Regions from separate parts of the Mus musculus genome. Here all the other regions are linked to region 3. Evidence: chromatin contacts called from public HiChIP or PLAC-seq data. All regions are on one chromosome and are shown on one strand. Each heading gives the region's core, a stretch centred on a gene start, on an enhancer-like site or on the middle of the called end of the contact. The rest is flanking DNA. Distances are from core to core; before and after follow the strand shown.

Evidence for each region. HiChIP or PLAC-seq counts read pairs in DNA pulled down with a chosen protein or histone mark.
Region 1: a contact with region 3 is called in an H3K27ac HiChIP or PLAC-seq map of acute myeloid leukemia, with 2.6 times the contacts expected there. The contact joins two enhancer-like sites. A contact is called at or near these places in 1 of 15 datasets of contacts at CTCF or cohesin (the NIH/3T3 cell line) and 2 of 115 datasets of contacts at active chromatin or transcription factors (acute myeloid leukemia and astrocytes).
Region 2: a FOXA1 HiChIP or PLAC-seq map of pancreatic cancer cells shows a contact between it and region 3. The contact joins two enhancer-like sites. A contact is called at or near these places in 3 of 484 Hi-C or Micro-C datasets (bone marrow-derived macrophages, brain and olfactory sensory neurons) and 2 of 115 datasets of contacts at active chromatin or transcription factors (astrocytes and pancreatic cancer cells).

The regions. Positions count from the first base shown.
Region 1 is chr16:24,858,132-24,862,079 of GRCm38.p6, reverse strand. All of the region lies in intron 9 of Lpp (LIM domain containing preferred translocation partner in lipoma), which reads right to left. Among named protein-coding and RNA genes, the nearest start is that of Gm22672, 24 kb to the left of the region's middle. Within about 2 kb of position 2,084, at least 44 of the 459 cell types and tissues checked have an H3K27ac peak or open chromatin away from gene starts, as enhancers often do. A contact at or near this core is called in acute myeloid leukemia, where this site is marked.
Region 2 is chr16:24,932,036-24,936,068 of GRCm38.p6, reverse strand. All of the region lies in intron 10 of Lpp (LIM domain containing preferred translocation partner in lipoma), which reads right to left. Gm52245 (a long non-coding RNA gene) reads left to right here. Exons shown (of 3, transcript XR_003951917.1): 2 at 1-158; 3 at 2,948-3,454. Among named protein-coding and RNA genes, the nearest start is that of Gm52245, 7.4 kb to the left of the region's middle. Within about 2 kb of position 2,183, at least 74 of the 459 cell types and tissues checked have an H3K27ac peak or open chromatin away from gene starts, as enhancers often do. A contact at or near this core is called in bone marrow-derived macrophages and pancreatic cancer cells, where this site is marked.
Region 3 is chr16:24,198,629-24,202,285 of GRCm38.p6, reverse strand. All of the region lies in intron 1 of Gm31814 (a long non-coding RNA gene), which reads left to right. Among named protein-coding and RNA genes, the nearest start is that of Gm32126, 41 kb to the right of the region's middle. Within about 2 kb of position 2,340, at least 76 of the 459 cell types and tissues checked have an H3K27ac peak or open chromatin away from gene starts, as enhancers often do. A contact at or near this core is called in acute myeloid leukemia, bone marrow-derived macrophages and pancreatic cancer cells, where this site is marked.

The DNA.
Region 1 (3,948 bases), core at 835-3,334, 660 kb before region 3:
TTAAAAAAAAAAAAAGACATGAAGTTGGAAGGCATCTTGTGTGTGGGGGGGGTGTATACAAGGGTTTTAAGGAGAAAAATGGGGTGCAGAAATGATAATGTTGCATACACACACACACACACATATATGTACATACATATGAAATTCAGAAAAATAAAGAACAAAGATCTTTTTTAGTATAAAAAGTGGAGGGAACCAAGCATATAGATGATAAATTCAATCACACATCCTTACCAAACATTTAGCTATTTTGTCTTTCTTATTTCTCTAGTACGTGCCCATTTTCATCCTGAGACTGTCCCCTTTGATGCCCCTAATCATTGATAGTACAGAACTATATCATTTATTACTCACTGCGATCATAATTTTTGCAGTTTAAGGCAAGATAGAAACATCGTCATGAATTACTTTCTCCCTGGATACTAAGATTCGGTTTTCTGCAGAGTTTAGCAGTCTCAGCATTCGGGTTTTCCCCCTTCTCCTATTAGCATGAGTAGTTTCACCTTGCACTTATTGGAAGCAGCTGTCAGCCTCTGGCATGTCTGAATCAGCAGCACCTTTGGTTTTATTCAGAGGCCACATCTACATGGAATAAAGTTACTGGCCATACCCTTTCTGACAGTACGACTGCCTTCCTGGTATCAGCAGTGGTAGAGTGGGCTACTACAGGTGTCATGTGAGGCAAAGGCCCCAGGGAATGCTCATGTCCTGACTGGATGAAGAAGGACGGTGTGAGGTTTCAGCATGTTCCCCACAATGACATGCCATTCAAACCTTACAATCTGTTTCTTTCTAGAATTTTTCACTTAATATATGTAAGCCACAGTATATTCTAGGTAATGGAAACTGTACTAAATAAGCGCGAGTGAACAGGGACTGTGATATCAAGGCATGCCTTGGGATAACTCACTAATTCATGACTAATGAACACTTGATTAGTAACAGCATGAAAAGGAAGCCAGGCTTCCACATGAATGGAAGGATCACATGCGTGCTCCCAATGATGGCTGGAGCCATTCTCTCTAGTTTTATTAAAACAAACAAACAAACAAACAAACAAGATTTGGAGATGGCTCCCAAGGTCTTTTCCATTGTAAACATAGACAAACTCTTCAGTAGGCACCAGGACCAAAAAACCACAAGAACTCAGTTGAGAATACACATGTGAGGGGTTTTCTGACAGCTTGCCTTTTTGTTGAAACTTGGAAGCAACATTCAAATCTAGATGTATATACATTTCCACTTCTAAAGATTGGGTGATCTGCCTTCTGTTGCATTTGGTGGCATCTTTGCACAGCAGCAGTATGCCCCTAGTCCTGCTGATGCGGAAGAACCCAAGGGCAGGTAAAGCATGGCTGCATTGATCCGAAAAGCTGCTTACTTAGGCACTTCCTGTTTTGAAGCGTGAGTAAAAGACAGCAATGCCATCTTTCTGTTCCACCTGGCAAGTCTGTACTCTGCCCCACGAGGTGCCTCTGTGAGATCATCTCAGTCACTAGCAGTGCTACTTGGCAACAGGAACAGTTGTTCTCTCCTGGATCAAGCACAGATCTAGTGGCATGGACCAGCTCCTCGCTGAACACTGACTGTCTCGCCTTCCACGTCCCTACTGCTGGCTCATCACCCTGTTAGTGCTGAAGACATTCTGCTATCTCAAGAGGGAACACTTTCCCTGCCTTCCTTTCTACCAAGTTCTTCATTTTATCATGCCTTTCTTCTCCTTTCTACAGGGGCCGGGGGAGTCTTTCCTTACAGATGCAGCTCAGGTATCAGCCCTTAAGCTACCACTGCTTTCCATGTCCCAAGGCATCCTTTGGTCATATGCACAGATACCTCACAGGGAAAGGGTTATTATACATTTTTGGTTGTCTAACCTGTGACAGTCTATGAGTTTCTTGAGGGCAAAGACTTCCAAATTTATTTATCTTTTCTCCATCCTGGATATTCTGTGCAGTAAAACTCTCATTCACTCCACATAAATCTGTGATGGGCAAATAGTGAGTTTCCCACAAGCATTCACTGAGGCACACGTTGCAACCTTCTAATCTCCCGTGTCATTACCAAACGTACTGACTCACTGAAAAGGAGAAGTGACACACAATCTAGGAGATTAATTCTGTTCGGTTTCATCATCTCTGTTATTTGCTCAGTTATCAAAGGAACTGAAATTGAAAACACACACACAAAACTATGCAGCCCACGGACCTACCACTATGAAAATGTGCTGAGGAGCTGTCATTAGTGAACAGGTGAATCTCAGCAGAAACCAGTGAACACATCCTCCCTTACCAACACATCTATCATGGGACCCCAGACACAGTAAAAACCCCTGCCTGCTCGCTTATGTTCCACCGCAACCATGAAGCAAGACATGATGCAATCCAGAAATATCGTTTTGTGAAATAAAAATGAAAATCACTATTAGTGAAAGTCATAGAACCAGGGTTCCTTACACAGATGTGTCACAGAGGACCTTCTGAAAGTAGTTGCCAGTGTGTTTCTGTCTTCGGGTCTATGATGTGACAAGATGAAACTTGATCAGTAATTCTCAACTTAGATTTTAATTCTATTATAACTAAGAATATGCCATAGTCAGTTAAAATTTGTCAGTGGGTATGGGCTTAAGGATATCTGTGTCTGTTTAATTTTCTATCTATCATCTCTCTACCTATCTACCTATCATCTATCTACCTATCATCTATCTATCATCTATCTATCTTCTATCTATCTATCTATCTATCTATCTATCTATCTATCTATCTGCCATCTGTCTATCTATCATCTCTCTATATACAGACTTATACATGTACAGCGCATATGGGCACATAGCTTTGTCTCATGAAAATGTTGCTCCCTTGGATGATTCTTACTCTTCATGCTTAGAACCCAAAAAGTCTGGACCCTTTCCATTCCAACAATCTTGGTTTGATATTCCTTGGATAACCATGTGACTGACAGAAAGTACAGTAGTATATGGTACTGATGGCAGAATCCTGTAGAACATTATAGCTATGAGGACAAGTGGCTCCATTAGAAACACTTACTTGTTAAGCAAGTCAGAACAGAGACTTCCCTTAGAAAGCCTCCTAACAATCTGTGTGACCTTGGTCCAGGTTTAGAACTGTCTTAGCACTGGCTTTTTCACCCATATACTAGATCTGAGTGACTACCTACTATGCCGGCATGATGAAGCATGATCTATTACTAAAGTATTTAATAAAGTGCTTAGTCCATAATCAGTGTTCCATAAATGGTCATCAGTTATTAAGGGCTGATTTTGTGCTAAATGGAGAAAAATGGACAAGAAATGTCTCCATCTTTAAAGGCTAGGATTCCATTTATGCTAAAGAACTTCAGATTACTCTATCTTGACTTATTTTTCTAGAGCGTCCTATCAGTTAAATGAATATAACACTATACCAATGTCTTGTCTTATACTTTGCTTCAGTATTTACAGTGATCCAACAAATATGAAATATCTTAACATCTGAGCTGGCAATTGCCAATTTTACCTTTGGTTATCATTTGAGATTGGTTCCAAGTTCAGAATCAAGCAAGAGAAGTCAAATTACCTAAGTTTTTGACATTCTGCTAGCCCTGATATTATGCTAATATGCTCACTACTCTCAGGTTTCACTGTCAATCTTCAACCTGTCTGCCATGAGCTACACATGCCCAGGAGTGCTACAAAACATCCCAACACATTTGGAGGTGACAGTGGAACGTTGTCATGTCAAACTGGATCCTTGGAAGAGATTTGGATTAAATCTTGGGTTCCTTTCTGTGGCTTCTTACCTTCAAGCCCTAGGTTTTAGAGAAACAAGGATGAGTGTATGGGGAGTGTCTTCCTCCTCTCTCTTTGTTTCTCCTGGCATATTTTATGTTGGCCGAATATATTGCTACATAGAAATAAGTGTGATTGAAAATGTTTTCATTGTATGCATTCCT
Region 2 (4,033 bases), core at 934-3,433, 730 kb before region 3:
TGACGCACTGAGGGTTTAGGAACAGAGAAAAGAGCCATTTCCTCATGAGTCAGGAGAAATGGGGTACCAGGCATAAGCAACACTCTAAGGACCACTCACTTCCTTGTGTGAGCAACATTCAACCCCCAGAGAAACTAATAAACTACAATATTCTCAAGGTAAGACCTAGATTATTGCCCCCAAAGTTGCCCAAGAGTGGTTTTATAACCTTAATATGTAGGGATCAAGCATAGGTTAGATAATAGTGCTATCATGAGAAGAAATGTTACACTACTATTAAAATCCAGATTTTGAAAGGACACATCTAATAACATATTGGAAAATATCTTTAGGAGTAAAATACATTATATACAAATCTATAAACATGTCTAATATATGAGAATATATATTATATAATATATAAACAAATATATTTTGTATATGTGAATATATGACTGCAATTTCATTTTAAAAATCAGAAAGATAGGGCTGGAGAGGAAGTCAGTGGTCAGAGCACTTGCTACTCTTCCAGAGGACATTAATTTAGTTCCTAACACCCATGTTACGTGGATCATTGCCACCTCCAACTCCAAGGAACTTAACATCCTCTTCTGGCCTCCAAGGGCACCCATCCAAATGTGGCACACACACACACACACACACACACACACACACACACACTCATACACACACTGACACAAATCTTTTTGAAAACGGAAAGGGATGAGTTGGTTATTTATATTTAAATGTTTATGATTCAAAGTACATGTGAGATTACACGTGACTTGAAATGCAGTCCAGAATTGAATGTCTGTAAAAATATGAAAATCACAATGGAAACCACTGGAAACACTATGTTGTAGTGTCAGGATCACCCAGAGAGCTTTAGAGAAAACTGTCCTAACAGGCTTGACATAGTGCCTGTGCGTCAGCTCTGAAAATGGCCAAATCTAGACGTGAGCATCATCGTGCTGGCCAGGAGGATGGAAATGGCCTGGAACTCAGAGCATGTTCAAGAAGCTCAGAACTAAAGTCTAGCAGCGTGGGAAACAATATTGGTGCAGTGGAAATATTAGTAAGAGCTACACAGAAAGAAGGCTGGAGAGAAGGGTCAGGGGTTAAAAGCACACTAGAGGACTCAGGTTCAAATCCCAGCATCCACATGGAGGCTCACAACTGTCTGTAACTCCAGTCCTGTGAATCTAACCCCCTCTTCTAGACTCTATGTCCACAAAGCACTCAGGTGGTGTATAGACACATGCACAGACACAACACTCATGCACATAGACAATTTTTCCCCAAGAGCTTCATGGAAGGTAATGCAATCACTCTACTTGTCTCGTAACTACTCCTGAATGCATCACAACCTGTAAAGACACTGCATTCACTTTTTGATTGTTTTTAAACAGAAACTTAGATTTTTCTTAAAAATTTATAGAGAAGTGTTGTATTTTAATTCTCTGAAACATTTAGAGTGAGTTCAGCTTAGTGGTCTAGGTTCACTCCACGGAAAGTTAAACTTACCAATAATAATGATGATGATGATAGTAATAATAGTAATAGTAGCAGTAGTAGCAATAATAGTGATGACAATGATGATAAACCTTCAAGAATACTGAAAATAAAAACTAGTCTTCAACTCAATGGTAGCACACACGCAGCACACATGGATCCAGTCCTGAAGTCAGGACTTTCTGATAGGACAATTCCAGGAAATTGAGCTGGGGATCTGCTAAGGTGGGTGGGCACATTAGTGAGGAAAAGCAAATGTGAACAATAGTGTAATAGTTCACACTGGGAGTGTGAGCACACCGGCTCCTCCTCTTACTAGCCAGCACACAGCCTTGCCCAAACAAGACAGAAAGATACGCACTCTTTGTTTTTGCAGTCATAACTTTTAAAGTACAATTTGTAAATATCTGACCTAAAATAATAACAACATGGACTTTTCTGTGTCTCCTCTGGCCTTTTATCTGTTGAATTCACACCCACTACACATGAACATTCAAATTTACATTCCAGTCACCACCATAATGAATTTCTAAAGGGAAATTTTTTGACCTTTAACACATAGGCAATGATTCACTGCTGACAGGGCTTAATGTGATGGATTTAGAAATCTGATTACCACACTTCCTTGGGAGACTCAGCTCAAAACAAAACTAACCCTGTTGCACAACAGTAAAAATGAGCTCCGAGTCTTGTGGATTTGCATGTGTAGCTGAAATCACAATGCGCAACCTTCTGAGACCTCTCATCTACTGCGACTAGAACAAGATCTTCCTTTTCTGATAAAATGCCAGTTTGATCTGCTTACTGTTTAGCAGCTGCAGACAGACTTTTATTCAGGCTGCAGTAGCACACTCAAAGCTTTCCGATCAACTGGAGAGTTTGCTCTCAAAATGCTCAGCTGCTTGGTCTCTACCTGGCTCTTCCATTCGTCCTCTGCCCTCTTGCCCCTGGGATTATGACTACGCATGTGTCAATCTTCCTGCCTTCACATCTTCATCTAGGGTTCTTATCCTTGTCCCCTCTTTCCCACTAACATCATGTGCCACAGACCTTCCCATCCTCCCTGAGGAAGTGTCGCCAATTACCCAGTTCGAATAAATGCCTTCCTCGTGCAATCTCTATGTCCACTTAAATGCTTTCAAAATCGGCTTTTATTTATTTTACAACTTTTTTTAAAAAAAAGTTTCCTTCTGACAGATTTCCAGAGAGCCAGATGTTGCACACAATAGGCTTTCAGGTATCTTTTTAAAAGTGGGATTCTACGAAAGTGGTTCTTTAGAGACAGAGATGAAAACCCTCGTAGGTTTTATAAACACACACACACACACACACACACACACACACACACACACACACACACACAGAAATTCATTAGAGATAAGGAAAAATTAACATCAGTCAAATTTGCATTAGAATCAGAACAGTCTCATGGCAAGTTATTTTTCTTGTCTTTCAGAAGTCAACTGAACTGAACACAGACTTGGCCCTTTTGGTTGGGAAGAATGCTGACACACAATATTGTTCACAAGGAGTTGGGTGCTTCAAGGACAATGACATTTGTGCATGGAAACGCCTACCTTCCACTTGCCCGGAGGCCGATTGTAAACATGTTAAACAGTTTGCCCAAGGCACTCTATTCCAGACTGCCTGTCATATAAACAACATTAACAGTTTTGCTGAAGAGAATAACTAAGTGATTCTCACCTTACTTTCTACTTTTTCCAGGACTCCAGAGTAATATCTGTCCAGCTAGCATGAACTATGAAACCCTAGCAATTGCTGGGAGGCTCGAGGGAGGAAATAGCTAAAGGGAGAAAAGCAGTCACTGAAACTGCTACAGACACAAGTGAAGATGTCTTGACTGCCAAAAGAGACTCCCTAGGCTTCCCACATTATTATTCATAAGAAGAAGGAAGCTGCCAGGCCGGCAGTGAGCACACCTTAAATCTCAGCATCGAGAGGCAGCGGCAGAGGCAGAGGCAGGCAGATTTCCGCGAGTTTGAAGCCAGCCTGGTCTACAAAATGAATGAGTTCCAGGATACCCAGAGTTACACAAAGAAACTCTGTCTTGACAAAAAGCAAAAACCCAAACCAAACAAACAAAGAAAAGAAAGAAAAGAGAGGAATTAAAGAACATTAGTTGAAAGTTAGGAAATTTGATACTCAGCAGGGTAAGCAATGAATTAAATCACTCTGTTTGCTGGGTTTTCATCTGTGTATGTTTGCTCAATACAGAACAGCCTACTGTAGAAAACGGCTTCAAAAAGCCCGAACTGGAACTGTTAAATAGAGGTCCGAAGGTGACTCCTGCACAGCCTTCCTTTAAAGTGAGTCTGGACACTGTCTTATACTATAATATGGTCCTTCGCTTCAGATTAGGTTTTGGAATTTTAGCTCTAAGATAAACACATGATCTGGTTTTCCATTTTTGTTCTGTACACACAGAAACACTGTAGTCTTTTCAGACTCGAGCAAAACGTCTCACTTACCACAGCCCACAGGAATCCCAACAGGGCTGGGTGCTGTTTTGGGGTTGGGAGTG
Region 3 (3,657 bases), core at 1,091-3,590:
TGTTTTAGATAGATGTGTCCTAATTGTCTCTCGGAGGACGCTTGGTAAAAGCTAGGCAGCAAGGAGAAGTCCTTCACAGAGATCGACTATGCCTCCCTAGGACTTGACCACCTTGTGTGTGGCTGGGTGGACAGAGACCTCAATCTGCTAGTGATGAAGGACAAAGAAGCCTAGTCTAGCAGTGTGTTATGAGGGTTCCCAAGGCACAGGCAGGGTCTCCCCCAACAGGCATTGCTTCTCACTGAGTGTTTGCGCCAATCAATAGAGAATCTTTCTTTCGGTCTACTCCATCAGGTTTCATAGCACACAAAGGGACTTTTTTTTTCTTTTTTTGTTCAGTACTGCTTGTAAGTAAATGAATATGGACAATTATTTAAAATACAGATTCCCAGGTCCCCATAATGCTTTTCAATGTTGGCTGGGACCCTAGCCCGCTCTTGGTAGTTGTGATAAAGTCCTGTCTGACAGAGTTTGGGTTGAACATTGTTTTTTTAACCTTCACGGATCACTGCTGGTGCGAAGGCTTGTGGGCAAAAGCAGTTCCCAATGGCCCTTAGCCCTGGGCAGTACCGCTTCCCTATCGCCCTCAGGGGCTGTTCTGTGGGTCTTACAGCCCTTCTTGAGCACAGCTATACTTAGCTGCAGACACTCTACAGGGGCCCAGCCTCCAGAAATAGGATTTGAGTTGCGGGGCAGGGCTTGTCTGCCCCAGCACGAGTCCTACTTATCATCAGTTCTGAAGCTGAGAAATCAAATCCATGTTTGAGTAATAATATCCAAGTAAATATACAACAGTTCAAAGCCAACACAAGGTTGCTGGTTTCAGAACTCCTGCCCCTGCGCTAGCGCTTAAGTCTCCGTTGTAGCGCTGGGAGTGAGGCAAAGGCAGAGAGCACTTCCCATTTTACAGATAGAATCTGGGCCTCAGAAAACAGGCCACCCGTACAAGTGTCACCGCTGAGACTGCTAATAATCGGTCCCAGACTTTTCTCCTCTTCCCTGTACTGTTCCATCCTATCCTGTTTGATCAACTCTTCAGTCCTTAGATTTGAAAACCAAGGGTTCCCCTGACCCTCCCCCCTCCTCCACACACATACGCACAATGTCAGGCTTGTGGTTTAGGAACCAACAATTTTGACAAAGACACAGTTAAGATTCTCTGCAACAATGACCAGGACAAGTTTAAATAAAAGTACGAATTCTCATTTGAAGCTTTAGAGGAAGACATGGAGCGGCTTTGTTTGTTAAAACTCAGGTGGCATGAGTCGAATGGGCTTTCAAAGTACTTGTACCAACTAATCTTTCAGATGTTTCTAGTGGGGAGCAGAGCCTGATCTGGCTGTACTTACACGTGTGGGCCAGCTGTGGGCCTTTTTTCCTTACCCCGTGTTACTGATATTGTGGCCTCAATAGCGCTGTGGTGCAAATACTTACAGCCAATCTTATATTTTTATTTATTTATTTATTTTTAACCACTGTAGAAACAGTTGTTAAGCATTTCCCAGGCACCCAAGCTAGCAACTAATTGAGCCTGGCACCAACTGGTACCCAAATGTTCTCTGTCATGTGTACAGGCTCATCTTCAGGATTGGTTTTGGCCTCTAACCACAAAGTCATACCTGAGTGCCATTCTTTAAGTGGGAAATTCTTTCCATCTGCCTTTGCAAAATCATGCTGATGGGTTTCCACTAATAATAGTCCTCTGTGTGCATGTGGAGCTTGCAAAGAGTCTGCATGGCCCTCATCACTTTCAAGTTTCATGTGATCCATGGGGCAGATGCCTTCTCTCCTTGGTAGAAAGAAAAGGGTCTGACAGGGAATGTGACTGCTCCCACAGTCAGAGGCCTTGCAAGTGGCAGGTGGACCTTGAGCCATCTTCAGCTTCCGCGTTCTGTGCACCTGCCTCTCACCAGCTGCTTCCTTCACCTCAGACACTTGCTAGATCACTCACTTGCTCGCAATGCCTGAAGGTTAGGCTGCTGTCGGCAGCATGGAAGCGTCTAGCAGCCATTTGGGGTTAACACCAGTCTTGGACTTTGACAGGAAGGAATAGACTCTCTAGCTTGGGGGTGTAAATATAAGCCACCCATTTCGCTATTCTGCCGAGAAGAAAGGTGTCCACTTTTGTTCCCTGTTGGTGCTTGGTTTTCTGTGATTCCGTTTAAACGCTGTTATGGGGACCTTGTGTTTTTAGGTCCTTCTCTCAGTAAGAACTTGGAGCCTCTCAAATGACCCAGCATAAATGGTCCGCTTCCCTTCTTGCACAACCCCCACCCAGCCTTGTTACTGCCCAGCGCTGTATTGATTGGAAAGCATTTCACAATGCGTTTTCAAAACATGCTGAAGGTCGAGACTGAGTGACTCATAGGCCGTCACATTTCTTTCTGCTTTAGTCCCTCTGGACTTTATCGGTTAGGTTGGCTAATGGAAGTCCCTAAAGAAACTGTTAACTGCCCAACCTTGGCCAGTAGGATGCAGGATTAGTAGGTGGCTTCACAAAATAATTCCTAATCACGTCTGTGGCGATGGACCTGTGGAAATCTCTTTGGTTTTTGAATGCCAAGTCTCTAGAAGAATAAGAAGTCAGGAGAGGGTTCCCGAGCTCATTTTGCCAGCTCTGGCTCCCAGAGCATCAGAGAGCCGACAACGTCAGGTGAGCGAGTCAGCTGATACCCGAGGCTCTCCTGCTGCTCTGGGTGATCTATGCCACTCCATTCGTCTGGGGAACTTGGGGCCATGACCCTGATCCAGGCCTTCAGAGCTGGCTGCCAGAGGCTAAAGGATGTTGTCCTGGGCAGTGAAGAATGCCTGGGAGCATAGTAGTAACGGATAGTTCCGGGTAGCAGTGAGGGTTCTGGGCTAACACACAGCCTTATCTCCACTACCTGAGGTTTTTGACCAGTGGCTCGGCCAGTTAGCATCTTGATTTTCTACCACCTGGTAAAGGAAGGTCTTCCTGACACTTTATTTCCCAGGCTGGCTTTGAAGAGCAAATGATAGAATGTATGCAGAGTATCATCAGGAAGAGCCTGCAGCATGACTCCTTATGGACTACTAGAACACTTGGCTTTGAATTATTAATTAATTAATTAATTTTTATTTTTCATAGTTTCCTAACTTTTTAAATTAGATATCTTCTTTATTTACATTTCAAATGTTATCCCCTTTCCTGGTTTCCCCTCTGAAAACCCACTACCCCTTCCCTCCTCCCCTGCTCATGAACCTACCCACTCACTCTTCCTGGCCCTAGCATTCCCCTACACAGGGACTTAGAGCCTTCACAGAACCAAGGGCCTCTTCTCCCCTTGATGACCGACTAGGCCATTCTCTGCTACATATGCAGTTGGAGCTATGAGTTCCACCATGTGTTTTCTTTGGTTTTGTCCTTGGGAGCTATGGCAGTACTGGTTGGTTCCTATTGTTGTTCCTCCTATGGGGCTACAAACCCCTTCAGCTCCTTGGGTCCTTTCTCTAGCTCCTTCATTGGGGACCCTGTGCTCAGTCCAATGGATGGTTATAAGCATCCACTTCTGTATTTGTTAGGCATTGGCAGAGTGTCAGCAAGTACTTATTGGCATCCACAATAGTTTCTGTGTTTGGTTATTGTATATGGGATAGAACCCCAGGTGGGGTAGTCTCTGGATGGTCATTCAGCTT